Regions from separate parts of the Mus musculus genome. Here regions 1 and 3 are each linked to region 2. A link is a contact called in public Hi-C data. All regions are on one chromosome and are shown on one strand. Each heading gives the region's core, a stretch centred on a gene start, on an enhancer-like site or on the middle of the called end of the contact. The rest is flanking DNA. Distances are from core to core; before and after follow the strand shown.

Evidence for each region. Hi-C and Micro-C count contacts between places; a contact is called where the count stands out from the background.
Region 1: a Hi-C map of olfactory sensory neurons shows a contact between it and region 2, with 2.5 times the contacts expected there. The contact joins the enhancer-like site here to the promoter of 8430415O14Rik in region 2. A contact is called at or near these places in 3 of 484 Hi-C or Micro-C datasets (forebrain, nephron progenitors and olfactory sensory neurons) and 1 of 9 other capture datasets (adipose tissue).
Region 3: a Hi-C map of uterus shows a contact between it and region 2. The contact joins the enhancer-like site here to the promoter of 8430415O14Rik in region 2. A contact is called at or near these places in 2 of 39 promoter capture datasets (embryonic stem cells and second pharyngeal arch cranial neural crest) and 4 of 484 Hi-C or Micro-C datasets (liver, olfactory sensory neurons and uterus).

The regions. Positions count from the first base shown.
Region 1 is chr6:58,880,153-58,883,368 of GRCm38.p6, reverse strand. All of the region lies in intron 16 of Herc3 (hect domain and RLD 3), which reads right to left. Among named protein-coding and RNA genes, the nearest start is that of Nap1l5, 25 kb to the left of the region's middle. Within about 2 kb of position 1,783, at least 48 of the 459 cell types and tissues checked have an H3K27ac peak or open chromatin away from gene starts, as enhancers often do. A contact at or near this core is called in adipose tissue and olfactory sensory neurons, where this site is marked.
Region 2 is chr6:58,963,458-58,966,684 of GRCm38.p6, reverse strand. It overlaps 8430415O14Rik (a long non-coding RNA gene), which reads right to left and starts at 1,486. Exons shown (of 4, transcript XR_001785268.2): 1 at 1,031-1,486. It overlaps Fam13a (family with sequence similarity 13, member A), which reads left to right. Exons shown (of 18, transcript NM_153574.2): 8 at 1,477-1,624.
Region 3 is chr6:59,070,600-59,074,175 of GRCm38.p6, reverse strand. No RefSeq gene overlaps it. Among named protein-coding and RNA genes, the nearest start is that of Gm22367, 27 kb to the left of the region's middle. Within about 2 kb of position 2,310, at least 15 of the 459 cell types and tissues checked have an H3K27ac peak or open chromatin away from gene starts, as enhancers often do. A contact at or near this core is called in liver and uterus, where this site is marked.

The sequences.
Region 1 (3,216 bases), core at 534-3,033, 84 kb after region 2:
TGAAACATCATCCTATGGGCTGGGTTCCTGGCCAGAATAAAGAGAATGCCAGATTAAGGGGGTAGAACAGTTAGTGGAGTGCATGCCTTACACATATAAAACCTTCAGTTTGATTCCCAGCACTATATAGACTGAGCATGGTGATGCATGCTTATGATCCTCTTACTCAGAGAAGGTAGGGGTGGAGGGGAGGAGAGGGGAGGGCAGGGGTAGGGGAGGGGAGGGAAGGGATGGGATGGGATAGGGGAGAGAGGAGGGAGAGAAAGAGAGCTATCTGAGTGACTAAACTCCTGAAAGATACCATGAATTCGGCTGCTCCCGTTGCTATGCCTCATCCCCCATGAGCGACTGCATCCCTCTGAACCTCTTTAAATTGCTTTTTTTTTTTCAGGCTTATAGTCACAGCAATGTGGAAAATAACTAGTAAATGTGAATTCACTGTTTTTTAATAAACTGATACTGCAGTAAGACACAAACATATCCATCTATGTTTCTAGCACGCTGTGCTCATGACATTATGTAGTAAATATCTTTAACAGAAACACAAAAATGAGCAATTAAGATCATCTTGAAAAGAAAACAATGAGCAAAATTCATGCTAAGAGACCTGAGTGGGCTACGCTGCTGTTGCTTTAATGTCTCCTAGAATGTTCTGTGTTCTCAAAATGATTCTCTGAACAAAATAAAAACATTCTGAAAGATCTCTTCTTACCTGTGTGTAATCACACAATTTACACTTATCTGTTAATGACTGCGTGGGCGGGTTATAAACATTCAACTGTGTGAGAACACTGAGAAAAGAAAAAGAAATTGTTGCTTGGTAGATGCTGCAGTTACTAAGGATACTAATACTAGCTTGCTCCGTGAATAAGATCTAACAGCAGAGGGAGAAAAAGCGCTGAATCATTCTAGAAGGCCTGTGGGAGAATGAAGCCTGCGCCTGGTGGCTGAAAGTCCTTCTCTAGAATGCTGGAACATTCGCTTCCAGGGACACACTAGCTCACCACTCTGAGCTGTTGAAACTCAGCATTTGGCTGACCATAATGTTTTCTTATTTAGTTTGGTTTATGTATATTATATGAATAAGAACTATACTTCCTTTTGTGTTTATGCATATTTAAATGAAGTCGTACAATAGCAATAATAATTACAGTTCATCCTATTGATACTTTAGAGCTATATTCCTTGAGGGATTTTAGAACATTTCTCTACACTGAGAAACACCAGAGACAATTCCAGTCCATGGGACCAAGTCTAGAACATATAATGCAGGTCAGTGCACACATAATGCAGGTCAGTGTAGTTTACTTTCATACTAATATATCAAAATATTTTGAATGTAAGTATTGAATTGATCACATCTTATAAGGCTGCTTATCCTGGGTTATCCATTTCCCAGAAATGGGTCTCACAAACTTAAGGTTCTATGGTAACAATGAACTTCAAGGTCTCTGCCTGCAACAGAGTTGTACCTATGGCATAAATTCATTTTTCAAACTATATGAAACAGGAACCATAGATAAGTAAAGTTCAGAGCTGAAGAATCAGAAACATCCTTTCTTAAATATGAAATCAATACTTCCTAGATATGCTGACCAGGAGGCTCTGTACATAGACATATAAACCCTGATACTAAAATAGAGCTACCTCTGTTCTGGCTCCACCTTCTCTTCCTTGCATGTGCCCAGTATTGACATCTAAAGACAAATACTCCCCATGTGTGCATCTCCTCTGATGCACCAGTAAGATGTCAAGATTTCTCAGATTTCTGTCTCTGAAGGCTTGTGCAAACCACTGAATGTCTCACTCGCACTGCCCTCTACAGAGCCTACAAAGATATTCACTCTGTACGCCTTTCAGTTTTCAAATAAAGACTGTGGCACATTATTAACAAATAAGATAAACCACTACTGGCTTTCCCTCTTCCATCTCATCTTCTTCCTTTCCTTTTTTATTTTTTCAATATAGTATTTTTTTTCTTGTTTATTTGGGAATTTCACATCGTGAACCCTGATCCTCCCAGGTCTGCCTCCTCCCCACTGTTGTGACCTCCTTCTACAAAAGAAGAAAAAATAATATAAAAACCAAGTCCAATGTATGTTGTCTATATACTCAGTGGAGTATGGTCACATTACAGTAGCCGGCACCTTAAAGAAAACTGAGTCCTTCCCTAACCACACTCCTGCCAGAAGCCATTATGGAGAACTACACTTCAGCATCCTTATCACAATGTTTTAACAGTTCTCTTTGATGGCTTTCTATCTAGGCTGCTGTGGTTTTCACGGGGAGGAGGCGTCACAGAAGCTTTCTCAACTGTGAGTCTGTAGTCAGTGATACCACGGAAATAGTAGCTTCCTTGCCTTTTACAGTCAGCAGGAACACAGATCATGGACTTTTACAAAGTTTCTGGCAACCACATGAACTAGGGACTTCAGAATGGCCTCAGGTGGTTGCACAGGCCACTCACATCGACATAGCCTCTAGTGCCAATCTGGAGACCATGGACACCAACATGGCTTCCTGTAGTCTAACAGACTATAGACATCTACCCGGCCTCTAGTGGCAGCCCAGTCACGAACAATCCACATGAACCTCAGGCCTCAACAGGGCCTGTGGTAGCAGACTAAGGAAATGGGCTCCAGGGGAAGCATGGGCGATAGAGCTCTTTGAGGCAGTCCACTCATGAAAAGAACTGATTTTCATCTCCGGCATTCTGTTGCTTCTCAGAACCAGGGCAATCATGTGGCTGAGTAGTATGTTTGGGGCTGAGTCTGCACAAGCTCCAGTGTGGGAAGCCAACTCCAAGATGGCGCCGGTTTCCGGTTGCCGTTGTCATAAACACCACCACTGCGCAGGTGTCAATTCGAATTTGGCGCCAACCCCTCCCTTGTGAGTGCATGCAAATTGGGTGCCTGCAGACTGACCAATCCCACGTGGCCACGGAGCCTTCTCCTGTGCTGGGGTGCATATAAGCAGGGCTCCCTGGGCGCCCCGGGTCCCTGTAGAAGAGCAGACTCCAGGCTGCTTCCCATCACCCTGTCAACTCTACTCTGCAACCCCTGTCCACAGCAGCCTTCTCTCACGCCTGACATCACCGCCCAGTCCCTAGCTCTATGTCACTGCTTCTCCGCTCCTCAGTCTTTCCTACCTCTCCCTCGTATAACTGTTGATGGTAGTAGCCCTGGAAACTGTACAGTGTCACATGGTGTACAGATC
Region 2 (3,227 bases), core at 237-2,736:
TATTAAAGGGTCGCAGCATCAGGAAGGTTGAGAACCACTACCCTAGAGTATAAGACCTTGGTATTTCTTGTAATGTTACTGCTCATTGTGACTGTATTGAAGTATTGTTTTGTTCACCATGTTAAGAACTGCCAGTCTTCATGCTTCACTCAAGAGAAACAGAATAGCACAAAAGCACCAGGAATTCCCTGGGTGATCTCAAAGTGGGTCAGACAGCTACTAAAAGGAGATGGAAGGCTTAAATAGCTCTTTATTTTAAGTATAACATCTCCTACATTAGTGAATTCACTTATGGTTTCCAGATGTTTTTGTTGGTTTTTTTTTTTCTAATTAATGATAGGATAACTAAAAATAAATGTTCATTTACCCCCAGAGAAAATATTTTGTACAGATCTATGCTACATGAAAAGTACATTTTCTAGTAAAAATATTTAAGCACAGTCATTTATGATTTCCTGAACGCTAGAAGAGCTATAACAGCTTAAATTACAATATGCCAAGAGAACAAGTTACAAAGACAATTTTGTTGCAAAAGAATTCATTTAACTGCCATTTTAAACACACACACATACACAAAAGAACTTAGCTTAAATATCTGCATTTTAGGGAAGGTTTTTCCCTTCCATCATTTCCTAGCCAGGTGTGAGTACCACCAATGGCAGAGCCAAATGCAGCTTTAGTATTCAAGGTTAACTGAATAAATAGAAAAACAATGACAACTGCGTATTTTTAGGATAAAATTACACATCCCCAACTTGCCAGCTCTTACTTTTACTCGGAGGGAAGATCATTCTCCCTGTATCCCTGGCTTGTTTTCAGGGTCTGTTTCTCACAGCTAGCTGAGATGAAACACCAAACCCCAGCCATTTGAATTTGCGCAACAATGTTTTAATACCCAGAGAGCGCCTCCATAAATAGTCTGTTCTCCCCACACTCTAGAGAAAACAGCCCCATTTAATCGATCTAAGCCTGAAGGCTCAGAAGACTGTGGTGGCCCCAGCTTCTCCCTTTCCCTTGCAGGAATGTTTACCTAAGCGGCAAAGCCACCGCTTGCCAGACACACCATGTTGCTGCCACAGCCTTAGCAACCGTGGCCAGCTTTTTGTTGTTGTTTACCGTCCGATGGGCCATGCTCCTTTAAGAAACATAAACTCCTTCTCCTTCTTTCCGGTCTTAGTCAGTAATCACTCAAGACCTGTCAGCTGCTTGGAGTTATCTGGAGGAGCAGCCTAAGGAAATCATCTTGCCTCTCCCCTCCAAGAAGAAAAGTTAAAGGCTGGCAGATGGACAGTGGCTATTTGCATGAGAGTAGCCAGATAGTGCCCAGGGGGCATCAAGCCCTGTTTTTTATTTCTGCAGTGGAAATGTTAGCAGCTGTGGCTTGGGAGGTTGCATTTAGAAGGCGTGGATTGATGCAAATGTTTTTGCATTTTGGTGAACAGTAGCTATTAGGGCACACTGTGCTGTTTTTTTCAGAACCCCACGATGAAGATTCAGGAGCATCCCAGTCTATCTGACACCAAACAGCAGAGGAATCAAGATGGTGAAGATCAGCAGGAGAGCTTTGTCCCAGATATGCCCCAGTTGGACCTGACAGCATTGTGCGATGAGAAGACCTGGGAAGGTAGGTGATCATCTGCAATCTGGGTTTTGCATTGCAAAAGCATATATGAATAAGTATATACAAGGTTTGTGACCACATGCCTGTGCAGATCGGAGTATGAGCCATGCATGCAGAAGAAACTGGGTTTCTATTAATAATAATTTTTAAAAAGACAAAATCCCTTACCAGGCATAGGAACATGCTGTTTAGTGTTGCCAAGGGTAGTTGCAATACAAGAAAGGAAAATATGCAGGCTCTTTGTCCTGGTGTCACCTTGCAGTATATTTTTAAGCCACCAAGAGTGCTGCCCTGATTGTGGTACACTCCAGAAAATCAGCCACCCACCATCTCACCCACTACCCTCATGCCTTAGCTAGCCCCTGCTACCCACCAGCCACACTCCACTACATTATTCACTTCCTGAAGTATACATTCCAAGTTTTTAAGAAAGATATTCTTCTTTGCTTCTCTTCTATCTTTTAATGTATACATTTTTTTAAAAATCTGGTTAACACATCATTGGGAACATTGATTGAAAGCAGTTCTTTGCTGAAGACCTCTGACATGGTTTTAGCTTGTTCTTTTCTAGAGCCTTCTGATGAAGACATCAGAAATTTACTCTGATATCTGAAGAAGTGAGCTTTCTCTCAACTATATCAAGGGAGGGTTCAAGCTGCCTCCTCTATCCCTCTGTCTACACTCAAATCTGTGTCACTGTTCTAGTGTGTGCCTGAAGGCCATAGAGAGAAATGGGCTCCTGGCTTTAGTAAGGCAGCCGAATGCCCATAATGACTTAACAGAGTCACAACTAGGAAAAGCAGCCCTGCTTGTGTGGGTATGCCCTGTCCCAATCCTTGCCCACTCCTCAGTTCTCATCTAATCATCAAAAGTCCATGGGAAGAGCCCACAGGGTGAAAGGCTATCCTACTTATTGTCCTGACCTAGGGAGCTCTGTGAGAACAGACCGCTTAATTTTCATGTTTTCCCCCTATAATCTAAGAAACCTGTTTTGGTTGTTTTCATATAATTAGGCAGCAGATCTGAAATTTTCTCAGATCATTCCAACTCAAAATATTCAGAGAACAAAAGAGGGCATGGTTGACTTGCTTCATGTGAAATTTAACTAGTCTATTTCAGGATATCTATTGGTTTGACATTTATTTTTGACCACTTTGAAATAAGCATATGTCTTTTTAATCTATAAATTGGCAACAATCTAGCTTCTCTAACCTTAAGAGTCTTAGAGAGATCACTGTTGCCCAAATAAAAGCAAAAGCCCAGATAAATAAATACCGTATTTGAGTTCAGTGGTATGGGCTATTATATAGCTTTTAAATAAAAAGAAGAGTCTGAATCCAGAATTCAAATGAGCTACTGTCTCTTCCTTGCTCCTCCCCTGAAATAGACTCAGTTTGATTATTTCTCTTGGTTAATCACAAATGTAAATTTCTCTCTCAACACACATAACTTAAAATAACCCTGAACAAGCTCTTCAGAGTGGTTAGAAGCTGATGTAGAGCTTCATAGAAATCATTCCAGGAAAGAATTTGTCTGCAGAGAATAAAAGTGTAAAGGAAGCAGCATTTTATTTAGAAGGCTGGGCAGGATGTTTTCCACAAGGTTA
Region 3 (3,576 bases), core at 1,061-3,560, 110 kb before region 2:
TTCAAAGCCTCATTCTCTTTCTGCAACTCAGCCCCACACTTCTCCCGGTCCTTAATACAGTTACATACTAACTTCCATACCGGAAGCACCATTTTGACGAGGACGCCTTGCTCCTCGGCAAACTTCAGATCCTTCCCTAATTTCTCCCAACTAGGCCCTGTAAGATGCCCTGACACGGGGAACCATGGAGCCACCTGATCAACGGCCTTTAGAAAGTTTTCTAACGTCTCCTTTTTCAGCCCGATTCCTTTTTCTTTCAACAAATCCTTTAATGCCTGGTGAACAGACTGCCCTGATGTTGTGTTACCCATAACTGTTTTATCTTAATCGTCCCTAACTGGGAACCTTATTGTCTCTAACTGAGAACTTGAATCGTCCCACTTACCTCAATAGTCCTTAATCTGGGAACCTTATTGTCTCTAACGGAGAACTTGGATCATCCCATTTACCTGGGAGCTTTCCAGCCAGCTACCCAAACCTCTTGAAGTTCTGGACCCGCAGCGCTCTCTCGAAGCAGAGTCCTCGTACGAGCCACCACTTGTCGCATCCACCCCAACCAGCAGGAAAGACACAACACCACGTTGTCCTTCTTCAGTTGTCCTTCTTCAAGCAGGTTTATTCAGGAACACTTTGTATTGCAATGCAGGAACAGGAATCCGCAGAACAACCCTGGGGCGTGCCTTAAATACCCTACTGACTCCTCCCAATCACCCCAGTCACATAGCAGCAGTCCATTGGTTCACAGCAAGTGACACACCTCAGGCGAGTTGACAAGGCATGGCGTCTGCACAGTGCAGGTGCCTGGGATGTGGCTAAGTCAGAGGTAATGAGGAAGTCAGGCACAGGTCATAAGACCTGGCAGCCGTCCCAGGCGCCATCCTGGGGTCGTGGCCGCACCCGCTCCTCACAGGAAAGCTGGGGACAGGACACACTTCGGGGGCATCTGGAGTGTGCAGCATTTTGAGAAAAAAAAAAAAAAAAAAAAAAAGGAGTTCAGTGGCGAAAGGCAAGACCCAGCAAATAATCCTTCAAATGAGAACACACTTCAGAGCCAGGGATATGTGTGTGTACCTAACAGCTGGTGCACTGAATAAGCCTTGCTAGATATATCAAATAGGTGGCCTGAATTGAGCTCATTTCAAAAGGGTGCAACCCAGAGTTAGTATAAACCTAAGGAATAAAGTCCCATAAGACTTCAGACACCAATCACATTCCAGGTTGTAACTTGCATGCAGCGCCAGCTGGCTTACATGTAGGATTTCCACACTCCTGTCCTCTCACCCCAACAACACTGTGTGGCTGAGAACTCTCACATGCACTTCACTTTGGTTCTCCAGTTCATTATAAAGGAAGCAACCCTGCAGCAGCTGGATGTAAGAAATGCAAAAGCCAAGATGCTGAGGAAGGACCAGGAATTTCCATGGCCTCCCAGTATGTCACTCTCCACATTGCTTCATTGGATTTGCAACTCAAAAACTCTGGAAACTGCACTCTGTCCCTTTTTACTGAGGTCTTACTAAATAATAGTGATTCATTCAACCGTTGTGGTTAAACACAATCTCCAAACTGTTCTCCCACTCTAGAGTTTAAAGGTCTCATCCTCCAGTCACCACACAGTTCTTTTGCTGAGCCTAGGAATTCTTGGATCTGTAAATAAATTATTATTATTATTATTATTATTATTATTATTATTATTATTAATCCTTCTGTCAGGTCTGTGAGACAACTGAAAACCAGATAACAAAGCCTATTTCCCAGATATGTCGACAGCTGTCTTTTTACACCCTAGAAACCCAGAAGGTTTTACTAACTTCCCTTTGTGTGTGCTGCTACAGAACGTGACCTTGTTTACGCACTCCTTCTGCCAAACACTCAGCTTAGCCAATGACCTTTAAATCCACAGTCCTGTTGCATTGATATTCAGCCAGAGGAACATGTGATTAGTCCAAAGTTAGCTTGAGCTGTGTTTAAGCCACATATATTTTTGATCTAAAAATTTTGATTCCACAAGAACTATCAAAAATACCTTTGATTTCAGCATTCTCAGCTACTTAATCAGCAAGAAGATGTACTGGCTCATATGTCTGAAATCCTGAAAATATCATGAACTTTTCATCATTTTGCTTTGATGCTGTGTTGACTTCATTTTAGACCAACTTGTTTTCTAATTCCAGGTGGCTGCCAGGGGTTCCTATGGCAGTATTCCAGTAAATGAGAACTGAAGACTCTGAAATCTTACTACTTAGTGATGGCTGACCGGCTAACCTGCCTGTGTTCAGGGGTGTTGGCTGAAGGCATAAGACTGCTGACTCGGATTTGCACAATTCACTAGTCACAGCGACAGCACAGGCTGGCACTTTATGTGGTGTTTCCTTATACCCAGTAGTGATTCAGAGGAGGCTGGGTAACTCCATCTGGGACAAGCTGTGCTACAGGAAGCAAACCCCTCACCTGGAGAACCTGAATCTTTCATAACTTGTGTTGAGCATGGACTGACCGTCACTCCCAAGGGAGACTATTTTTGTCTTAAGGGCTATTAGGTAAAGAAGTCTTTAAATAATCTCCTGATTATTTAAACTCAACTGAAAGGTAGAAAAAGAAATAGCCAAAATAATATTAAACTGACATGCACACAATAGAAGTGATGGCTCCCAGTCCATGCCAGGGGACTTCAAAGAAGGCCTTGGGAGATGACTGTGTGAAGTGTATGTTGGTGGAGATTCATTGTACGTTTCCTTAATCTGTTTCTAAATCAGACCAGGCTGTGCTGTGAGTTATTGATCCTTATAACCTAGAGTCTGGCATATTATTAGCATAGCTAGTTTGTTGAATGAATGAATAATGTTTCTGTAAATCTATTACCACATTATATTCCAATCTTTACTTTTATAAACTTGTTCTTAAATATAATTTTATTTTATTCTCATCTTGAGATTTATACTCAACAAAAAATGTAGTTTAACTTTTTTCTGGTTCATGTTAAAATACTTTGTATGGTTTAGGGCTGAGAGTGTAGCTCTTAGAGTGCTTACCTAGCATCCAAAAGGCCCTGGGTTTGATTCTCAGTACTACCTAAAACTGGATGTGATGGTGTATGGAGTTGGATGGGTAGGGAGGTAGGGAAAATTCTGAAGAAGTTGAAGAAGTTGAAAGAATATGCTCAAAATATACTGTGTACAAAATTGTGTAATAAAATTTTTAAAAATAAAATAAAACAGGAAAAATAGTTTTTCTTTTTTTCCTCCGCTGATTTTTGCACAGACATCCTGGAAGAATTATGACAGGACAAGGCAGCCAATGCCTCCACTCAATTCAGAAAGCCTCTCACCTAGCACTGTTTCCTAGCATATAACAAGTTGAACAGAGCAATCTCTGGTTCATCCTAGATATAGTCACTGGAGCAACTGCTATGGATAGCAGACAGTGAACTTCATTACTGGTTACTCTTTGTCAACTTGACACAAACAAGAGTCAGCTGAGAAGAGTGAACATCAGTTGATAATTCCCTCCATCAGATTGGCTTCTAGGCATATCTGTGGAACATTTTATTGATTGATAATTGATGTGGGAAGAACA